3 separate regions of the Zea mays genome follow, and regions 1 and 2 are each linked to region 3. The links are chromatin contacts, called in public Hi-C maps. All regions are on one chromosome and are shown on one strand. Each heading gives the region's core, a stretch centred on a gene start, on an enhancer-like site or on the middle of the called end of the contact. The rest is flanking DNA. Distances are from core to core; before and after follow the strand shown. Region 1 holds the start of LOC542030 (histone acetyl transferase GNAT/MYST 101). Region 2 holds the start of LOC100281428. Region 3 holds the start of LOC103626217 (calcium-transporting ATPase 7, plasma membrane-type).

Region 1 (3,045 bases), core at 339-2,838, 150 kb before region 3:
TATAAGGTAAAAGGTCAGGCAGCCATACCTGCTTTACAAAATAGCCAACAGCATTGTTATCAGCATAGGTTAAGAAATGTGTGAGCCCATCAGCATCCCGTGCATGTTGTTTCAAATGATTCATTAATCTTGTTCCATAGCCTTTAACTTGCTCATCAGCTGTGATAGCACAAAACGCTATTTCTCCAAATCTCTGGCTATGATTTCCAAAAGAAAAAATAGCATAATAGAGAGATATTGCAGGATAAACAAAAGCATGCAAATGTTTGCAACCTACATTCTAACTTGCCAGCTTTTAATTATCATCAAAATAATAGATTTCCTGAATAAGTACAAAGTTACGACGCAATATCTTGATTGGCCAACATTTTCTCATAAGTGAGTGGTGTCAGTTGGGAGACATTTGCTTTCAGTTGCAAAAAAATATTGGATCCTCACACAGAAAGAGCACATATAGAATATATTGAATTGGCCATTAAGCACAACAAATATACAATGTCAACATAACAAATTGTAACTAAAGTGGCAGCATTACCTTGCATAAGGGCGATAAGTAATGCCCCCCACGACAATATTGTTCCTGATAACCATCATTGACTTGTGAGTTCTGCAGCATATGACACAAGGAGTTACTACCACAGAAGTAAATTTAATCTTATTATGTTTTCAAAAGACACAAAGATTATGAGTAAATGCTAAATCATAGGCAGATTATATTGGGCATTACCTATCCATGACAAGGCGTACAATATATTCTTTGGGCATATTAGGAAGCTGTCGGGCGAAGATATTCTTCAACCCTACCAACCTGCGGAAGATACACAATTCATAAGAAGGGACTAGCCCAATACTGCTAAACAATTGTCAGAAGTGCTACGAACCATATCATGTGTTCATCAACGCCGTCATTAGAATAACAGAGAAACTTCAGCCTTCCTGAATCTTCCTGAACAAATTCAACAGTCTCAGGCTCTCAGCCACATTCTAATCGACAGATACTATCAGCGGGCAGGGAAAAGTGAAACAAAATAAAGAGAAAAAACAAACAAGCCTGGACCTCGCGCTTGAGGCCCTCCTCACGGGCGCTGTACGCGCCGCTGGTCTGGAGGTTGTCCGTGAACAGCCCCTTTGTGTCCTCCTTCCCGTCGCCGGCGTTCGCCGAGCCGGGCTCCGGCTTAGGTCCTCCACCCACCGCAGCCGCGGCTGCCGCCGCAGCAGCAGACACTGATGAGGAATCCGGCTTAGGAGGACGGCCGGACGCAGAGCCCCCACTCGGCGCGCCGTCGAGGCGCGCGGCATTGAACGTGTGGAGCGAGTCGTCGTCGTCATCGTCGGAGTGCGAAGAAGATGGAGATGACGGGCGAGAGGGCGAGGATGGGGCCGTGGAGGGGGATGACGGAGCGGTGGTGTCGTCGTCCTCGTCGCCGGTGGCGTCGGAGAGCGACGACGGCGGGAGCTTCCGCTTGCGGTGGGAGGCCCCGCCGCCGGAGGTGGCGCCGGAGTGGGATGGCGACGGCGCCACGAGGCCGTCCATGCGGGGAAAGAGGGGAAGTTCTAGAACGTTGGGTGGTAGGGTTCTTCGGCAGATCTGGGAGCCGGTTGCTTCCGAGGTGTCCCGCGTGTTCGTGGTGAGAAGGCCAGAAGGGGATGCTTTCGAGTTTGGGCCTTTTTGTTTTCGCTAAAATAGGCTGGTTGCGCTCATCTAATTATCCCGGTTAACCAACTTATCTAGATAAAATATCCCACTGCATACATTTTCGCTTGTTTTTTGCGTGAAAAAATTATAAATACCTTTTTTCCTGAAAATTTTATAAATGACAGTTATGTCCTTCCACTGTTTGTCAAGGTCATATAGGCCATCTCTAATATGTCTAGTAGGTCGTATAAGATATTATTTTGCATTCTAGATTACACTATTTGTATAATAAAGATTGAAATAAAGAATGTGATAGAAAATAAAATAGGAAATCTGTTAGAGATACTCTTACCTACATGCAACGTTGCATGCCCTATCTTTTCTCTCTATGGAAACATGCATAGAGATGACATCATGTAGGGATGACAAATAACCGCGAGTAATTATGTATCGAGTATTAGTATAGTGGATTTTGTTATCCATAGGATATGTGTATGTTTATAATAACATATCCATGGTAATTTTTTTAAGATGATAATGGTCATAAATTATATAATTCACAGCTTATCTTTTCTTTTAAGTATTAACAAAGCATTTTAGAAGAATGATAGGCAGATACAGTTGTTTATGTCTCCAATACGTCTCCAATACGTATCTAGTAAAATTACCGGTATGACTTTGTATTATGCATTATTTTACCGTACACATGTTTCTTAACAATTTATTCTAATCTTAGACAATGTTTTGCTTATATATATAAATGATTTATATTTTTATTCTACAATTTTATTGATTGTGTGCTAAATTATATGGCGTAGAGCCATACCTAGATTTTTCTCCGTCTGGTTGGGACGAAAAATGTGGGCCCAAGCACTTAGGAACGGTGTGACAGGTGGTACGCGGATGGCAGGACAAAACAATAGAAAGGAAGCACAAATGTCTTGTCAAGCGTGCTCCATCTAGCTACATGACAGGGTATTTATAGGATAACCAGGAGAAGCGCGTGTTGGTCTCTTGTTTTTTATTGCTGGATCACAAAACAAGGCAACACAAATGTTAAATGTAAATGACATTTATCCTTTAAAGCATTCGACCCTTCCGGGCTTGATAGCTCTGAAACGAAGGTTATGAAGAACAAGTCTTCATAATACACAAATATAAAAATGTATTTACAAATATAAGATCATGATAATTATTTATATCATGTAAAAACATTAAATAATATTAAAGTCTGTATCATATGTTGACAAAGTAATATATGATATATATTACATTTGTACCTTCGTCTTTCTCGAATGTGAAAGTGATGGTACAATACCCAATCCCCACGTAAACAATGGGGTATTGTTCATCTATTTATAGACAAGAGATGCAGTCCAACCAAAAGTATATTTATGACCCTGATATGT
Region 2 (3,168 bases), core at 434-2,933, 230 kb before region 3:
GCCTCCACTGTCAAAAGGATTGATGCCTCCCGGAGGCATTGTCTCTGGAGAGGCAATGATGTGAACTCAAACAGATCTGCTCTTGCTGGTTGGAGCATGATTACCCAGCTGAAGCGAAATGGGGGCCTTGGGGTGGTCAGGTTGGAGACGTAAAACAAGGCCTTGCTTTTGAAATTCGTGTACAAGTTCTTCAACAATCATGACTTACCCTGGGTTAACCTGGTCTGGAACAACTACTACAGGACAAACAGACTCCCTAGCGATTCAAATATTGGTTCCTTTTGGTGGAAAAGCCTGCTTAGTTTACTCCAAGACTTCAAGGGCCTGGCAGCCCCGACCATTGGCAATGGGAGAACTATTCTTTTCTGGGAAGATCTGTGGAATAAGGGCATCCCGACTCAGCAATATCCAGAATTATTTTCTTTTGCTTGCAACACCAAACTCTCTATCAAAGATGCTAAGCAAAAAGAGCACCTCCTTGAGTTGTTTCAGCTCCCCCTGTCTGTGCAAGCCTACGAGCAATATCTTGAGCTAAATGAGACCTGGGGACAAATCACGGTGACCAACGTTAAGGACACTTGGAAGCTCATTTGGGGATCTGAAATCTTCTCCACGAAGCAGACTTACAAGCATCTGATGGGACAGTCTCACGTGCATCAGATTTACAGATTGCTCTGGAAGAACAAATGTCAACCTAAGCACAAGGTCTTTTTTTGGCTATGGCTAAAAAATAGGCTCAACACTAGGAATATGCTTAGGAGGAAGAACATGACTCTTGAGTCTTACACCTGCGAGAACTGCATCTGGTAGAGGGAGGAAACTCTTTACCATCTATTCCTCAGGTGCAACTTTGCGAAGGCCTGCTGGCACTCAATCGGTCTGACTCCTCCTAGAGTTGCTAATCGAGAGGAGGTTGCGGCAAACCTTAAACAGCAACTCAATGTTCCATTCTCTATGGAGGTTATTATTCTCATGACTTGGAGCATTTGGAAGTGCCGCAACGCTTGACTTTTTCAGAACAAAGATCCAATGGTGCAACATTGCAAGCAGGAGTTTGCAAATGAATTGCTCCTTGTCATTTCCAGAGCTTTGGGTAGATTTGATTCTGCCATCCCGGCATGGCTTCAACAATGGCAGTAGAAAACATTGGCAGTACATACTCCCCCTAATCCCCTGTAATTCGTCTTCTTGTCTATTCTAAACCTTATTTTCTTTTCAAAATTTTAATAAAATTTTCAGTAGGGCCCTCCCCTCCTGTTCTATCAAAAAATAAATAAATAGGTAGACTTTGGCTCAAGGAGCTAACAACACTTTAATCTATATCCGATGATCTCTTTCCTTAAAGCTGCCTTTCATTAAACACTAATGAATCAAACAATTTATATATCCTGACCCTATAAATACCTTCTGTCTAACAAATGGTGTAATCGTCTGTCCGTACCTACTCCTTGTCAAGATATAAATTTACGAGGTCGCAATCTGTAATTCAGTATTCCCATGACGTTACCTCGTTAATCCTCCAGATTTTAGGTTCTAGCAGAATGGTACGTTCGAGTTTGACACGATATTTTATTAGCTAAAGCCGCACCAATAATGTGAAGAAAAGAACAAGAAGAAAAGGTTGGGAGTTCATCTTGTCATTTTGTGCATTATTTAGGAGTGTCAGTTACAGATCTGACGCTACCTTCCGTTCGATTCCCTTCGCGTCTTTCTTCCTCTGCTGGACTCAAGTACTGCAAATTAGAGCAGAAAATCCTGTGTAAGCAATTTCCATTCGCGCTGTCATCTCTTCCTCGATCGAAGGTTTGCTGTGAATTTGTAGATTGCGGTTTTGATGTTGTGGACAATTTTGTGGCTACATACGGTTGCTTCGTCCATCTGTACTTGGCTTAATTAACCCAATCATCTGCTAGGTCTAGATCAAGATGAGCCCATGTCTACTTCGATCAGTTTAGCCTAGTCAGTGTAGAACTGTTTGGCTTCCGAGTTCAGGTAACTTTTTGCACTCAACACTCTCACCCAGGCACTACCACCGACACTCGACGATTTTTTCCTGTTAGATTCTTTAGCGTTTCATCTTTTTTCACATGAACTTTGTAAAACTACAGATATTTAGCTAGCATAGCCAAGTGAATTTTGTTCCTCCAGTGGGTCATCAAGGTGTGCATGTGTCCTGGGAGAGAGAGAAGAAAATCCAGTCTGCAGGATGGATGCAATGGCACCTGAAGAATATGCCTCGCAATCCAAGCTACTGCAAGAATTCACCAACGTCCCAAGCATCGACAGTGCTTCCATCCTCAAAACCAACGATGGTATGGCTTTCTTTTGTCCATAATCATCCTATACTTCTCTCTGAAAGTCTGAATTCATACCAAAACGGCTTTTTTGTCTTAGGTTCTAACCAGTACCCTACCCACTCTACCGTCTATGATTGCAGAGGACAGATCCAGAGCGATGTTCTCCATTAGCCAGCCAGACTTACTGGCGAACACCAACAGGAAATACGTTTTGTATTCTCATATTACGACGAGAGCCGGCACCGGCACCACCTCTCCGGATTTCCAGTGGTCTCCTTTCCCCACTGAAACAACCGGAGTGTCCGCCACCGTTCCGTCCCCTTCCGGGTCGAAGCTCCTCGTAGTGCGAAACGGGGAGAGAGGATGCCCCACCAAGCTCGAAATCGTTTGTCAGTCACATGTGGAGAAGGAGATACACGTAGCAGGTTCTGTGCACGGTCCTCTCTACACGGATGAATGGTACGAGAGGAGGAACCGATCCTGTGCATTTGCTTTCCACAGCTACAGCTAGAGCGGCACGCATGACAGTCCGGCGCTGTTCCTGTTCCTGTTCCTGCAGGTTTCATGGTGTTTCTTGGAATCAAGAAGAGACCTTGGTAGCATACGTCGCTGAAGCTCCAGCCACACCAAGACCAGCTTTCAATCGTTCCGGATACACGAGGGAAGAAGGTTGTTCCGAGGGAGACTGCAGTGCCTGGAAAGGGCAGGGCGTGTGGGAGGAGGACTGGGGTGAAACGTACTCCAAGAAAGGAAGACCCTCACTGTTTGTTCTTGACATTCCCAGGTCTCTGTTCCATTCCATGCCTACTAATCAACACAAGAGCTTGACAGCTTGTGGGAAGAAAAAAAACCCTACTCACTGCTGTCTTCA
Region 3 (2,824 bases), core at 316-2,815:
GGTTGCCCTGCTCATCCCTGGTGCTGCCCGTGAAGTGGCGCGCGGTGAGCACGGCGAAGACGAGAACCGCGACAGCAATCCCGACCTTGCCGATGCTGGAGGTGAGGGCCTCGAGGCGCTCCTGGAGCGGCGTGGGTTCGGTCTTCTCCCTGGTGATGCTGCCCATCATCTCGCCCCAGGCGGTGTCCGTGCCGACGGCGGTGACGAGCATGTGGCCGCATCCGTCGATGACCTTGACGCCGGAGGCGAGGAACGGGTTCTTCTCGGCGTCGATGTCGACAGGGTGCGGCTCGCCGGTCATGCTGGACTCGTCCACCTGCAGCGCGTGGCCCTGCATGAAGACGCCGTCCGCGGGCACGGCGTCGCCGATGTTGAGCACGACGACGTCGCCCACGACGACGTCGAAGATGGAGAGCTCCTGCCTCCTGCCGCCCCGGACGACGGCGACGGTGATGTTGTCGGACTCGGTGGCGAGCCTGTCGAAGCGCCTGGCCTGGCCGTGGTTGCTGACCGCGGACACGGCGGCGACGAGGAAGACGGCGAGGAAGATGCTGACGCCGTCGTACCAGCCGTCCTTGAGGCCGTGCTCCTTGATGCCGAAGCCCAGCGAGACGGCGGCGCAGACGAGCAGCACGAGGAGGAAGGCGTCGCTGAGCGCGTCCCACACGTGGGTCCAGAACCCCTTGGGCTTCCTCCGCGGGTACGTGTTCCCGCCGAAGGCCTCCCGGCGGAGCCGCACGTCGCGGTCGTCGCCGCGGATGCCGGTCTCCGCGTCCGACGCCAGCGCGGACGCGATCCCGGCGGCGCCGCCGAGGCGGCGGAAGCAGTCGTGGCGCTTGTCCTTGACCAGGCACCTGAAGCCCTCGTCGTGCGCGGCGACAGAGAACTCCGCCGGAGCGGCGTCGTCGGACCGCGACGTGCTGGCGGCGGCGCCGGGGCCGCAGCCGTCGTCGTCGATCTTGATTTCGACGTAGGAGCCGGTCCGGCGCAGGATGGCGCGGGAGAAACTGAGGCGGGCCAGCCTGTGGCACGTCCGGATGACGTTGGTGGCCTTCCTCCACTGCTTCGTCCACCGCAGCGGGTCCGCCGCCGTCGCCATTGTGCCCACCCCGATCAGGTAGTCGGCGCACTCCATTTGTTCACACGAATTAATGAAGACGAGCCGCCTACACCGATGAGAATTGGGGGGACAAAGCAAACTCTCGTGAATCTATAGAGTGCGCGGATATGAAGCTAGGAGAGGCAATGGTTTATTGATTCCCAAAACCCGGTCGCGGAAACAACTGATCAAGTGCTCACGGCTTATACGGGAAGTTGAGAACAGCTGCGGGTAATCTGGGAGAGGAAGATGGCAGGCACCACGCGCACTAGTATCTATATACTCCCAGCTACGAGGAGATCGGCGAAGCTGCCAGGAAGCTGCGCGCAGCTATTTTGAGGCGATCGGGGCGTTGCTTGCCCAGGAGTTTATTAGCTGTTGCAAACAAACGTTGGTTCAAGGGAAGCTGCAAGGGAAGTTGTAAAGCTTTTGTGAATTGTGAACGAACGAGACAATTCCAGCTCAACTTTGGCGAAATTTGTAAGTAGTAGAAGTATACATAACATTGGCCATTTGATGGGCTGCTGCTGCTAATTGGTTTCGACGCGCGCTGTTCGCCAGCAGGCCCAGGCTGGCTTGGCGGGGCGACGCGGGGCGTACGCGAGGACGATGGATGCGCGTACGGACCCATTTTGCTTGTGGAGCGCACGTCCATGGCCGACCACAGCCCACCGCCACCGGCCCACCGCCCAGCTGTAGTTTTCTAACAACATGCCGTCACGACTTCATGCGCCGGTCGATGTTAACACCAACTTTAATTACCATCTACACCGTGCATCTTCAAAGTCCAATCGAACACGAAACTATTTTTAAATGACATTTGGTGGACGGACTTTAAATTCCAAAAGGGCTTGAATTCAAAGTATAAGCCCGCGCAAGCAAACACAACTAGCGCGGTTACTATTTTAAATGACTATAGCTTTGTTTGAAAAAGAATTAGCACATTTTCAATCCTGTTTTATGTGTTTTCTTTTTGTCCCTCTTCGCACGCCATGAGCATGACTGGAAGGTAGCTCTGTCTAGTGTGGCTAGTCGCAGGCGGTTCCGCTCCTGTATGCGCTGTTCCCCAAAGACCGGTGCTTGTAGAACAGAATGATGATGGGAGACCCGCCCGGCCCCAGTATGATCCTGGTGCACGCACGCTCACGTGACGCGTGGCTATTCTATTTTCTATCTAAGGCTCCGTTTCAATCTCACGGAATAAACTTTAGCTTCCTGCTAAACTTTAGCTATATGAATTGAAATGCTAAAGTTTAGCTTCAATTACCACCATTAGCTTTCCTGTTTAGATTATAAATGGCTAAAAGTAGCTACAAAAAGCTACTAAAGTTTATCTCGCGAGATTGAGACAATGCCTAAATCTACAGTGCCTAAATCTACGACGGCGCGTCGGCCCAGCAGCGATCGACATACGAGAGGCAAAACTCCGGCGCGCGCGCGTGCGAGTCCACGTCGCAGCCGTATCAACAGCGACGTGCGGCGGTTTGTACGGCGGTGCTGCTGACCAATGCTTTGCTTCGGCTCCTAGTTAAGGAATCCGTAACCGCTGTGACATGCTCCTGACGCGGTTTCGTCGTTGACGCGTTTATTTCCCCAAAGCCTTTTGCGACGCGGCTCCGTGCCGTGACAGCCACAGAGCGCCACCTGAGTCCCAACACACAAACACGTTTACTTAAACCAGAAATGGTACTTCCAAATTTCTCTTAATAATTAGCGTGGGTTTGA

Evidence for each region. A called contact is a pair of places that touch in the nucleus more often than the background predicts.
Region 1: a Hi-C map of leaf shows a contact between it and region 3, with 7 times the contacts expected there. The contact joins the promoter of LOC542030 here to the promoter of LOC103626217 in region 3. A contact is called at or near these places in 6 of 25 Hi-C or Micro-C datasets (bundle sheath, ear, endosperm and 2 more) and 1 of 3 datasets of contacts at active chromatin or transcription factors (leaf).
Region 2: a contact with region 3 is called in a Hi-C map of leaf, with 4 times the contacts expected there. The contact joins the promoter of LOC100281428 here to the promoter of LOC103626217 in region 3. A contact is called at or near these places in 5 of 25 Hi-C or Micro-C datasets (ear, leaf, root tip and 1 more).

Annotation. Positions count from the first base shown.
Region 1 is chr5:35,238,922-35,241,966 of Zm-B73-REFERENCE-NAM-5.0, reverse strand. LOC542030 (histone acetyl transferase GNAT/MYST 101) reads right to left here and starts at 1,588. Exons shown (of 13, transcript NM_001111675.1): 1 at 1,058-1,588; 2 at 882-946; 3 at 728-808; 4 at 536-607; 5 at 29-197. The coding sequence starts at 1,534.
Region 2 is chr5:35,322,037-35,325,204 of Zm-B73-REFERENCE-NAM-5.0, reverse strand. It overlaps LOC100281428, which reads left to right and starts at 1,683. Exons shown (of 18, transcript NM_001154346.3): 1 at 1,683-1,759; 2 at 1,914-1,992; 3 at 2,109-2,312; 4 at 2,438-2,756; 5 at 2,857-3,081. The coding sequence starts at 2,207.
Region 3 is chr5:35,091,670-35,094,493 of Zm-B73-REFERENCE-NAM-5.0, reverse strand. It overlaps LOC103626217 (calcium-transporting ATPase 7, plasma membrane-type), which reads right to left and starts at 1,565. Exons shown (of 1, transcript XM_008646621.3): 1 at 1-1,565. The coding sequence starts at 1,135.